Regions from separate parts of the Mus musculus genome. Here region 1 is linked to region 2. The links are chromatin contacts, called in public HiChIP or PLAC-seq maps. All regions are on one chromosome and are shown on one strand. The core of a region is the stretch at or near the end of the contact, and the rest is flanking DNA. Distances in the headings are between cores, read along the strand shown. Region 1 overlaps Adamts12 (a disintegrin-like and metallopeptidase (reprolysin type) with thrombospondin type 1 motif, 12). Region 2 holds the start of Rxfp3 (relaxin family peptide receptor 3).

Region 1 (6,166 bases), core at 171-2,670, 46 kb before region 2:
CTTAAAGCTCAATCCTCTTGCTTGTCCATTTTCCCAAATCCCGACTAATAAATGTCAGTCAGAGGAGAAGGAACTAGCTTTTCCTAAGATTTAAGCTCCCGGAACCCATGATTCACATGGTGGCAAAAAGAATGGAGATAATAAGGCAAGAATATTTAGAGGACACTCTGGGCTCCCAGTCTTCAGTTTCTGGGAAGAAAACAGCTATGATAGACTCTGGAGCAGAGGCGTCCACGAGAAGGGAGTCATGTCCGGCTGTATGATAAATCTGTATAAACATTTAAACAAGGTTGTTAGCCCCATAATAGGGTATCTGGCCTCCTATGTCCCATATTAACAAAGGCTCTTTCTCAATTCTTCCTGCAGATGCCAGGACCCAGGCAGAGGAGAAAACAATGCCCCCTCTCCATTTCCTGGTATTGTGGGTCTCTCCCTCCCACTGCCAGTCCATCATGGTAGGAACCTACAAGGTGAAAGGATGAATGAAAAAGTAACAAACAAGAAAGAGAGGTGGGGCTCACTGTGTTTAGGAGCCTGCCCCACAAAGCACCCACAGTGAAGCTAGGAATTTCCACCAGCCAGACGCTCAGTCTAATGTCTCATGTCTGAGTAAGCATGGGCTTGAACAGACAACCCCAAAGGTCAGAAGTCAGGGGACATTCCTCAGCCAGAAGCAGAGGCAGGGGATAAACAGAGCCATTTGTTCCCCTTCCCCTGGGAAGATATAATGACCTCTGACACTCAGGCAACCACTACTCAGATGAGTTTTTAAAAATATGAACCCCCCCCCACATTTGTGTTCAGGTATCAGACGAGATTAAAATATGAACCCCCACATTTGTGTTCAGGAGCCAAGCAAGAAGCCTGGAGGGGTGAGTTTCCCACACTCCTCAGCTTCATCTGTCCTCATCTGGAGTTCCAGAACAAGAACTCAGAAATATTACCACATTCTTTCTGTGTGTGGTAAAGGAGCCAGTGGGGGTTTTACAACTGGCCCGAACTGGACTGCCTTTGAGGGTGTTCATAGTCTCAAACATCACTCCTCTAGCTACACTATCCAACACAGGACCCCAGTATTTAAATGCCACGAATCCTCACTCAGCATTAACACAGCAAGAGAATGCTTAATGCTTGCCTTGGGGGAAGTTAGGATCTAACAAGTTTAAAGTGTTCAAAATGTAGCAGCATTGGCCTCACTAATTGAAAGCTTGTTCCTTAGAACCTGCTAGACTATTCCACAGCTCCATGGCCTCCTGGATCATATGGAAAGGAGAGCTAAATTTCTTTTCAAAGCACACATTTCATTTGTTTCCATGACAGAAACGACACTCTTTAGCAGCAGCGACCTGGCAGACGGGAACAAAGGCTGCCTTCCTAAGTGATTCCTGAGTATGAATTTCAGCAGGGATGTGTCACTTCCTCAGCTGCTTGGACGATCCACAGTGATTTTTTTCTATAAACTTAAACAATACGAGCCTTTATATAGCTGCTCCAAGTCGTTACTTACTTAGGATCAAAAATAAAGAGCCCAACATTTCAGAAAATAGATTCACTCTTTATCTTGAATAAAGTGAGTTATTGGAGAGGGGAACTAGTGAGTGTTTTCTTTTTCAGCACATTGGAAACAGTCTATATGATTTAATACACACACATACACACACACACTACTCATACATACACACTATACATGCATGCATACAAACTACACATAATACATACTACACAAACACACACTACATACACACATACACTACACATACATACACACAACACATATATACACACTACACATAATACACACTACACAGACACACATACTACACACATGCTTTATACATACACATGCACACACTATACATACATAACACTACACATAATCCACACTACACAAACACACATACTACACACACTACATACACACGCAATACACACACCATACACATACATTACACATACACACACTGCACATACACATACTACACAATACACATACGCACATCTCCTCCTCCTCCTCCTCTTCCTCCACTTCTTCCTCCTTCCACTATTATGTGAAAATAAATGATTCAGGCTTTGGAAAGCATGCCGATGATGGATTGTTCTGTGTTCAGGTGATTATCATCTCAGAACCACAAAGCTGAGCTCAGAGAGTGTGACAGCAACAATTCATGGTTGAAAACTACAAGAAATCACTGGAGTGAAGGAGGTAGAGGCCAATTTAAAAGGTTCATCTATTAATAAATGAGTTTTTTTAATTAGATATTTTCTTCATTTACATTTCAAATGCTATCCCGAAAATCCCCTCTACCCTCCCCCTGCCCTGCTCCCCAACCCACCCACTCCCACTTCCTGGCCCTGGCATTCCCCTGTACTGGGTCATATAATCTTAGCAAGACCAATGGCCTCTGACCGCAGGCAAGATGAGTACGCGGTAGGTACATGTGGTACTGTGTTTTCCTTCTACCCCTATGAAAACCTCTTTAAACTTCTTCCTGACGCTTAGAGTTGGGACTCTGCAGTTCTTTGAAGGCAATGGCTGGACTGGTCTCAGAACTGTAAAGGTGATTGATAACTATCCCCTTCTTGAGTCATCGCCATCATCATCAATCACAGTGGAATAAATGCACTGTGCACTTAAAGCCATGAGCTGAAAAGGGCCACAGAGCAGCAGCAACAGCCTGGCGTTACCATGGCTACTGGATGTAGCAAAGGGACCAGCTGCACTGTGGTAGTGCACCGAGCCACAGTTTAGGAAGACAAGGAAATGTAATCTGATGTTGAAACTACACCTCTGAAGGTCTGCCATATAAAGGCTCATCCATTCAACCATAAATTACTGAATGTATTCATATTACTGTATTACTACTGTATCATGGAACATATTTAGATACATGTGAACATGACAAGGTAAAGGAGTCAGTGAAGTGAAATGAAACAAAATATCAGGGTTTTCAGAGCCAGGGCAATGGTTTGATACACATAGTCTTAGGATAACCTGAATTTAGTGTCCAGATCCTACGAGGAGGTAGAAAAGAACAGAGAGAACAAATTCTTAAGAGTTGTCCTCTCACCTTCAAGAATACCACGGTACGAATGTGCCTGCACACACACACACACACACACACACACACACACACACACACGCGCGCGCGCGCGCGCGCGTGCGCGCCTAAATAAACAAATAATAAATTTGTAAAGAAATAAAAAAAAGTTTCTCTTTAAAGTGAAATACTTAGCGTAAGTGAATACTGGAGAAGTTCACTGCAGTCTGGATGTGGAAAAAAGACTTTAAGCTGAAGGCATAAGGATAAGGAAAGTAACTAAATAGAAATAATAGAAATCAGCACAGTGCTCTAGGTCAAGAGACGAGCATACCCAAAGGCCAGGAGGCTGAGGCTGGAGTGCGCTTGGTACATTTGAGAAGCAGGGAAAGGGCATTGTTCAGAAGGAAAGTATATCAGACAGAAGGCTGGCAATGGGCAGTGCCAGGCCAGAGAGCACCTGGAACTCTGAACAGGGAGTACGATTTCACTTTCTTTGGCCAGCAGAAGACTTTAATTGAGCTAGTACTGCTGCATGTGAAAGACAAGGCTGACCACCAAGGGAAATGGCATGCAAAGAATTGGGAGGAGAGTCAAGGACAGCACTGGCAATGTCAGAGTTGGGTCCAGATGAGAGAAGGTGATAACTAGGACCAGGAAGGCTTCTCACCCTCAGACTCCTGACATCTTGGGCACCTGATATTCTGTAAAGAAGGCAACATCCTCGGTCTCTTCTCACCAAACAGTAGACATGCCATTCCCTCCTTTCCAGTTATGGCAATCAAAACCAATTCTCCAGATATCACCAGACATCCCCTGGAGTGCCAAACTATCCCCTTTGAGAATAAGGGAGCTGACGTGTTAGCTGAGCTGGTGACAAAAATTTAGATTCTGAATGTGTTTTAAGACAAAGTTGACAGGGTTCGCTGGCAAGAAAAGATGTAGAATGTGAGAGAAAAGAGGAGTCAATGATAAGATGTCCCCAGGGGCTCGAGGCTGGCCTACTGAAGGGTGGAGGTGACAAGTACAGGGATGAGAAAACTGAAAGAGTGAAGATTAACTATAGGTTAGAGTATGTGGGATTTAGGGTCCCTAGTAAGTTTCTATACAGCAAGGTTCTGAGGAAGTGTCAGGGCTGGTTGCTGAACTTCAAAGGTATGCATACATCTATATAAAAACAGATTTGGGATAGGTGTGATCACTAGATGACAAATACAATGCATACATAGATGACAGGTGACATCTGAGAGTAGGACTAGAGAACAAGAGTATCACAGGAACACTTGGGGGACTTCTGCAGCTAAGTGTATGGTAAGAAGCAAAAGACACTGAGACTCACAGCTGGAGGGAAATCATAATGTTACAGCATTTTTACACAAAGAGAAAACACATTTCAATTAACAATAACTAACTATGAAATGAAGCAGAGAGGCATCAGGTTTGATGAGAATGGAAGAAAGCACTAGCAACAGAAACTTCACTAGAAACTTTTAAAAAGCAGTCTTTGTGGCAACAATCTGGATAGAGACACCCAACTATTCTTAATAAGCCAATAAGTGAGCCACAGTACCTTCCTTAAATGTTTTAAAACTATGTGGGGCAAGGAAAGATTGCTAATATGGTTACCCATGCTTCCTACAGAAGAATGGCTTGCACAGGGCTAGTTAGGATTCAAGCAGTGACCAAACAGAACATTCTCTATACAGTTTTCCAAATAAGTTGCCAGTTTGAAAATCTGTAATGCTGGCGGTTATCATGTAGAAGAATGCGAATTGATCCATTCTTATCTCCTTACACTAAGCTCAAGTCTAAATGGATCAAGGAACTCCACATAAAACCAGAGACACTAAAATTCATAGAGGAGAAAGTAGGGAAAAGCCTCGAAGATATGGGTACAGGGGAAAAATTCCTGAAAAGAACAGCAATGGCTTGTGCTGTAAGATCAAGGATTGACAAATGGGACCTCATGAAACTGCAAAGTTTCTACAAAGCAAAAGACACCGTCAATAAGACAAAAAGACCACCAACAGACTGGGAAAGGATCTTTACCTATCCTAAATCAGATAGGGGACTAATATCCAATATATATAAAGAACTCAAGAAGGTGGACTCCAGAAAATCAAATAACCCCATTAAAAATGGGGCTCAGAGCTAAACAAAGAATTCTCACCTGAGGAATACCGAATGGCTGAGATGCACCTAAAAAAAATGTTCAACATCCTTAATCATCAGGGAAATGCAAATCAAAACAACCCTGAGATTCCACCTCACACCAGTCAGAATGGCTAAGATCAAAAATTCAGGTGACAGCAGATGCTGGCGAGGATGTGGAGAAAGAGGAACATTCCTCCATTGTTGGAGGGATTGCAAGCTGGTACAACCACTCTGGAAATCAGTCTGGTGTTTCCTCAGAAAATTGGACATAGTACTACCAGAAGATCCAGCAATGGACATATACCCAGAAGCTGTTCCAACCTGTAATAAGGACACATGCTCCACTATGTTCATAGCCTTATTTATAATAGCCAGAAGCTGGAAAGAACCCAGATGTCCCTCAACAAAGGAATGGATACAGAAAATGTGGTACACTTACACAATGGATTACTACTCAGCTATTAAAAACAATGAATTTATGAAATTCTTAGTCAAATGGATGAATCTGGAGGGCATCATCCTGAGTGAGGTAACCCAATCACAAAAGAACTCACATGATATGCACTCACAGATAAGTGGATATTAGCCTAGAAACTTAGAATGCACAAGATACAATTTGCAAAACACATGAAACTCAAGAAGAAGGAAGACAAAAGTGTGGATACTTCATCCCTCCTAAGAATGGGAAACAAAATACCTGTCTTAGTCAGGGTTTCTCTTCCTGCACAAACATCATGACCAAGAAGCAATCTGAAGAGGAAAGGGTTTATTCGGCTTACACTTCCATACTGCTGTTCATCACCAAAGGAAGTCAGGACTGGAACTCAAGCAGGTCAGGAAGCAGGAGCTGATGCAGAGGCCATGGAGGGATGTTCTTTACTGGCTTGCCTCCCCTGGCTTGCTCAGCCTGCTCTCTTATAGAACCAAGACTACCAGCCCAGAGATGGTCCCACCCACAAGGGGCCTTTCCCCCT
Region 2 (5,693 bases), core at 2,541-5,040:
AAAGTCAATGTCTAATCCTACCGAGGCTCTGCATGCACATTTCTGGTTCTACCTCCTGGAGGTAATTTATTGATTCTTTTCCCCCCAGTATCTTAACTTGGAGGTTTAAATCATTAATGTTAAATCTTTCTTTTATAAAAAACATGTTGTGTGGTTATGAGCTTCAAGGGTGATCATAACACACACCTTCCCAGCAGGAAAAAAAAATACAGAGAAAAAGCTACAGAATCTGTTGTGTGGAGTGTGTGCCTGAAAAGAAGCACTGAGGAGGTGGGAAGGGTGCCTCTTTTTTTCAGAGAATTAGGCAACCTTTCTCAAAATGGTAGCATTTTTGCCTAAGCTTGAAGTATGAGTAAGACCGAAAATATCTGACGTGGACAAAGAGAGGAAACATTTGCAAGGACATCTTTAACAATGGCAGTGCCAGCCAAGAAACACAGTTTGATATCTGAACTCCCACAGTGATAAACCTTGACAGTCCAAGTAATGGATGGGAAGTTGGAGTGCACCATGGCTGACTTAAAATCAAGCTGCTGAAAAGGGGCACCCTTTCTTCTCCTTTTTCCACAACGTTTATATTCTTGAACAATATCAACAAATTACATATGGTTCAACTCTCCAGGAGGGATCCATAAGGCAATCAACGACATGATGTGGTGTCATTTTTAACAGCACACCTGATGGCTTATGTCACCCTGACAGGCTTTTCTCCCTCATGTTTGTATGCATACACCATCGGAGCAAAACGGGGTCAGCGCTTTGCAGATAAATGGTCCAGAGTCTCGTTTTCTCTGACAATGAGTTTATGTGGAAAGGGAATTTGCCCTTTCGTCATACACTTAGTCAAAAAAAAAAAATCTTACACATTATCTGGGATGCACTTGGAAGAGTAGACTAAGCAATGAAGATCTTTCTAGCTGTGCTGGCCGGTGCTTTGACAACATTCAGTGAGAGGGCCACTGACGAGCAGCCATTCCTGAGGGTTCAGGCTGAATCCTGAGAGAGCTAGTGCTCCCAGCACCTCTGCAGCAGTGCCCCTTCAGATCAACAAGGATTTGAACTGTAGGAGAAAGCAGCCAATCTTCTCCATGGCCCCTGTATCGTTACTCAAGTCACGTGTATAGTGAAGTATCACTGGAGGCCATTGTTCCCAAGAATTCAAAATTATTTACCTAGAGGTTTAGAGTTTACATGGAAATTAGTACAGAGGCTCAAACTTAGAAAAAAAAATTAGAGTCTCCTGGCAGAATGTTCTAATTGTAGATCTCCAGGCTCCTTTTCAACCCTTTTGAGAACCAGAATCTCTGAAGATGGTGTGGGATGTGAAAAAAGTCTGGAAAATGAATTCGAACAAGCTCCCCCCCACCCCAGTAATTTTGATGTTGCATGGCCAGCAACTATCTCAGGCTATTCTGGAGTGCCAGTTACTTCCTTACACAGGGCTCGTGAGGCTAGACAGATCACGTGACTGTGGAATGGACTTGTTATCTGACGGCTCAGGGTCAGCCCCAAGCTTACTCATTCCTAAGCCTGAGAGCCTTAGACCTCTGCACAACCTCTAAGACTTGGAGTGCCCGTTTGAGGAGTGTCATCTGGAGCATCACTGGGAGGTGTGTAAGAATCAGGCTGTAAAGATACAAACACTTACTGGCCTTTGGGACCCTCCTCACTCTAAGATGCCTGTGTAACACTAGCAGCAGGGTATCCCATAGCTACGGTTACAGCCCCTGGGTGACCTGAAACATCCCTCAGCACATGATGGAGGCAGAATTCAGAACCAGGAGATCAACTTACCTCACTACAGATGGAGGCCAGGAGTCTTAGCTTCTGACTCCCTAGGAAAATCTCCCCCTTTGAGCAACAATCAGACATAATGCTCTTAGCAGTATCATCAGCTCCACTGTAGTTTAACTGAGGAGCATCGAGGAGGGTCAAGGCTCTGTAGTTGGGAAGATGCACTGCATCAATGATGAGAGGGGCGTGCACCTAGCCTAAGACAGTATACTATGCCACTTCTGTACACATACTTTTAACTCCTGCCTAAAGGCAATGCCTTTTGGATTATTTTCCTAGAAATGGGAATGAGACCACAAAGGATTTCCCACATCCTCCAGTGCACCGCTCCCCTGACACTGCCTTTAGATCATAGATTCTTAAAAATACAAGAAAGGGGAGTGTTTGCTACAGGCAACACCTTGCCATTTACAGAGACATTTTGGAATACACGGCAGGAGAGAAAACCGTTACTAATATCTAGTGGAGACAGGTCAAGAGTGATGGTCACCTGAGTCAGAATGTCAATGTTTCCAAAACCTGGAAATTATACTTTAGACTAAAATGACTTCTCAGATGAGAGACACACACCAAAGACCCCAGAGGGCCAAACTCATGACTTCATTCTTTTGCTTTGGCAGTTAGCTAAGTGAATCTCTCAGCCTATACCACAGACCTCCAAAGAGCAGAGCACTCGTCAGTATTTCTGAGCTCTATCTAATCCCCTTGGCTTCATTTCTTTAGTGGCCAGAAGTCAATAGGACTCTCTTCTTAATAATATCAGCAGCCCCTATGCTCAGTGTCTGTCTCAGTGTCTGCCTCCTGACAGTCTCAGGAAGTTCAAACTTCATTAGACATGGTTTATGATTCATTTTGCTTTGTTTTTCTACTTATATTACAATCACACAACTCTTAACTATTTGTATCACCCATCTGAGTGTGAACTCTACAGATTGTACTTACCATAAAGTCTTCTAGTCATGGAATAACACCTAACAAAGCGAGGCTAAGTAAGTATTTGTTAGATGAGTGAGCAGACTAAGACCTTTACTGCATAGGACTTTCCGTATCACCACAGGTTTCCTTGGTTTTCAGTAGCCCTTGAAATACAATAAAAAAGAAAGAAATTGGCAGAGGAAGAAAACGCTTTTTTAAAGTGAGAACGTGCGCTTGAAGGCGAGGCTATAAAGCCAGGATGCAAGGAGGGGTCCACAGAAGCACAGAATTACCAGGGCAGAGAACTTCAACATATTAAAACTGATCGAAGGCCAGTTGATTTTTTTTTTTACTGAAGCTCTTGCGACCTCTATTGGTAAAATCGAGAAATGCAGCGTCTGCAGCGAAGTGCCCTTTTAAAGTCCACTTTGGAATTAAGACTGTTTAAGGTTGCCGAGGACCTCTTTTCTCTTTTATTGTTCCTTTGACTGATTACAAGTCTTTATCTCTTTCGCTCCATCTGTCCGTATATCCCCAATTACTGTTAGTAAAGTCAAGTATTATCCCAGAAGTGAGGGCAATTACTGCATGCTTAGCATACTTGTTTTTCAGGTTAGTTCTTCTGTCAAGAAAACACTTCAGCTTCCTTAAGTCCTTCTAAGAGCAACTAACCTGGCATCTAAATAAACTGCAAAGTTGAGACGTAACACGTCTCCCCCTCCCCACGGCCCCCTGTAGCTTCAGTTCTTAAAATATACTCAATTCCAGGCAAACATCAACCCTTAGAATTCTGCCAATCTGACACCAGGTAAGTGTTCAGCTAATTAGAGGGGAGATGGGGCTTCAGTTTGAGTACTAGGAAAAGATTGGTTATTTGATTTAAAGAACAAAGGGTGTTACTATTGTGTAAGTGGGAGAAACAAACTATTGTGTTAAGGTGGGGAGAAAGGAGAAAAAAAAACCTCGTCCTAATAAAAATAAGAAAGGAAGAAAGCAGACTCAGACTCACTCCAGACACCGAGAAAATAAAAGACTAAGACCACTCCTTCTGCAACTTGGAACAAAGGGGAGTTAGTTGCCAGTAGACTCTGCCTCTCCCTGCGTGGCGCGCGGGGTTCAGCACTTCGGAAAGCACCCCCATCTTCTCGCACGGAGATTATGCAAGCTCTTCGGGGCTCTCAGCAGAGGTGGGTGCCAATGTAACTCATCAAACGCTGGCAACTCACTGGGGGTTGACAATATCGGACACACAGAAAACACCAACGGAGCTCCAGGAAGTGATGGCGTGAATCAGCCTTCAGGCAGTCAGAGCGAGACACAGATGTCCACGATCTGTTTTCCTCTAGAAGGAGAGAAACTCCTCCGGGCAACCTCAGAAGCCAACAAAGGTACTGGGAGAGCCGTGCTCCTGAGTAGGGGACTGCATCTAAGTGACAGCAGGAAAGCAGAGGGGTATGACTCAGTCTTAGAGTAGGTAGCTGGAGACTCAGTTCTCACCAGGAGGAACCTTGATCCCCAGCCACTTGCCTAGAACTATCCTCTCTTCTAAACCCACCAAGAACTGATGCTGAGTGCAGCCAACCCCTGCGCCCAAGGCGGTTCTGGGCGCCAACGCGGCTCAGCATCCAGTTTCCAGGAGCCCTTTTGAGCGTCTACATAGAAAGCTCAGGCACCTGCTTTGCGCGCCCGCCTGGGTACCACACCCGGAGCAAGCGCTGACTCTCGGTAGTCGGCTTGCAGAACGTGACTAAGGCGCACCTGAGCATGCAGGTGGCTTCTGCAACCCCCGCGGCCACCGTGAGGAAAGCAGCTGCGGGTGATGAGCTCTCAGAATTCTTCGCTCTGACCCCAGACTTGCTGGAAGTGGCCAACGCCAGCGGCAATGCGTCGCTGCAGCTTCAGGATCTGTGGTGGGAGCTGGGGCTAGAGTTGCCAGACGGTGCGGCGCCTGGGCATCCTCCGGGTGGCGGCGGGGCAGAGAGCACAGACACTGAGGCCAGGGTACGGATCCTCATCAGCGCGGTTTACTGGGTGGTTTGTGCCCTGGGACTGGCCGGCAACCTGCTGGTTCTCTACCTGATGAAGAGCAAGCAAGGCTGGCGCAAATCCTCCATCAACCTCTTTGTCACTAACCTGGCACTGACTGACTTTCAGTTCGTGCTCACTCTGCCCTTTTGGGCTGTGGAGAACGCACTAGACTTCAAGTGGCCCTTCGGCAAGGCCATGTGTAAGATCGTGTCCATGGTGACATCCATGAACATGTACGCCAGCGTCTTCTTCCTCACTGCTATGAGCGTGGCGCGCTACCACTCGGTGGCCTCGGCTCTCAAGAGCCATCGGACCCGAGGGCGTGGCCGTGGCGACTGCTGCGGCCAGAGCTTGAGGGAGAGCTGCTGTTTTTCAGCCAAGGTGCTGTGTGGGTTGATCTGGGCTTCGGCTGCGCTGGCCTCGCTGCCCAATGCCATTTTTTCCACCACCATCAGGGTGTTGGGTGAGGAGCTCTGCCTCATGCACTTTCCAGACAAGCTACTGGGCTGGGACAGGCAGTTCTGGCTGGGTTTGTACCACCTGCAGAAGGTGCTGCTGGGCTTCCTGCTGCCGCTGAGCATCATCAGTCTGTGTTACCTGTTGCTTGTGCGCTTCATCTCCGACCGTCGCGTAGTTGGGACAACAGATGCAGTAGGAGCAGCAGCAGCGCCTGGGGGAGGCCTGAGTACAGCCAGCGCTAGGAGACGCTCCAAGGTCACCAAGTCGGTGACCATCGTCGTCCTCTCCTTCTTCCTGTGTTGGCTGCCCAACCAGGCGCTTACCACCTGGAGCATCCTCATCAAGTTCAACGCCGTGCCCTTCAGCCAGGAGTACTTTCAGTGCCAAGTGTACGCGTTCCCAGTCAGCGTGTGCCTGGCGCACTCCAACAGCTGCCTCAACCCGATCCTCTACTGCTTAGTGCGCCGCGAGTTCCGCAAGGCGCTCAAGAACCTGCT

What was found. HiChIP or PLAC-seq counts read pairs in DNA pulled down with a chosen protein or histone mark.
Region 1: an H3K27ac HiChIP or PLAC-seq map of embryonic fibroblasts shows a contact between it and region 2, with 14 read pairs. The contact joins the enhancer-like site here to the promoter of Rxfp3 in region 2. A contact is called at or near these places in 5 of 39 promoter capture datasets (the 3T3-L1 cell line, hippocampal neurons, liver and 1 more), 1 of 15 datasets of contacts at CTCF or cohesin (the NIH/3T3 cell line), 4 of 484 Hi-C or Micro-C datasets (adipose-derived mesenchymal stem cells, cortical neurons, muscle stem cells and 1 more), 3 of 115 datasets of contacts at active chromatin or transcription factors (embryonic fibroblasts, embryonic stem cells and fibro-adipogenic progenitors) and 3 of 9 other capture datasets (adipose tissue, embryonic stem cells and pancreatic islet).

The regions. Positions count from the first base shown.
Region 1 is chr15:11,079,630-11,085,795 of GRCm38.p6, reverse strand. The region is part of intron 2 of Adamts12 (a disintegrin-like and metallopeptidase (reprolysin type) with thrombospondin type 1 motif, 12); the gene reads right to left. Among named protein-coding and RNA genes, the nearest start is that of Adamts12, 18 kb to the right of the region's middle. Within about 2 kb of position 1,420, at least 80 of the 459 cell types and tissues checked have an H3K27ac peak or open chromatin away from gene starts, as enhancers often do. A contact at or near this core is called in the NIH/3T3 cell line, adipose tissue, adipose-derived mesenchymal stem cells and 3 more, where this site is marked.
Region 2 is chr15:11,036,065-11,041,757 of GRCm38.p6, reverse strand. Rxfp3 (relaxin family peptide receptor 3) reads left to right here and starts at 3,790. Exons shown (of 1, transcript NM_178717.3): 1 at 3,790-5,693. The coding sequence starts at 4,474.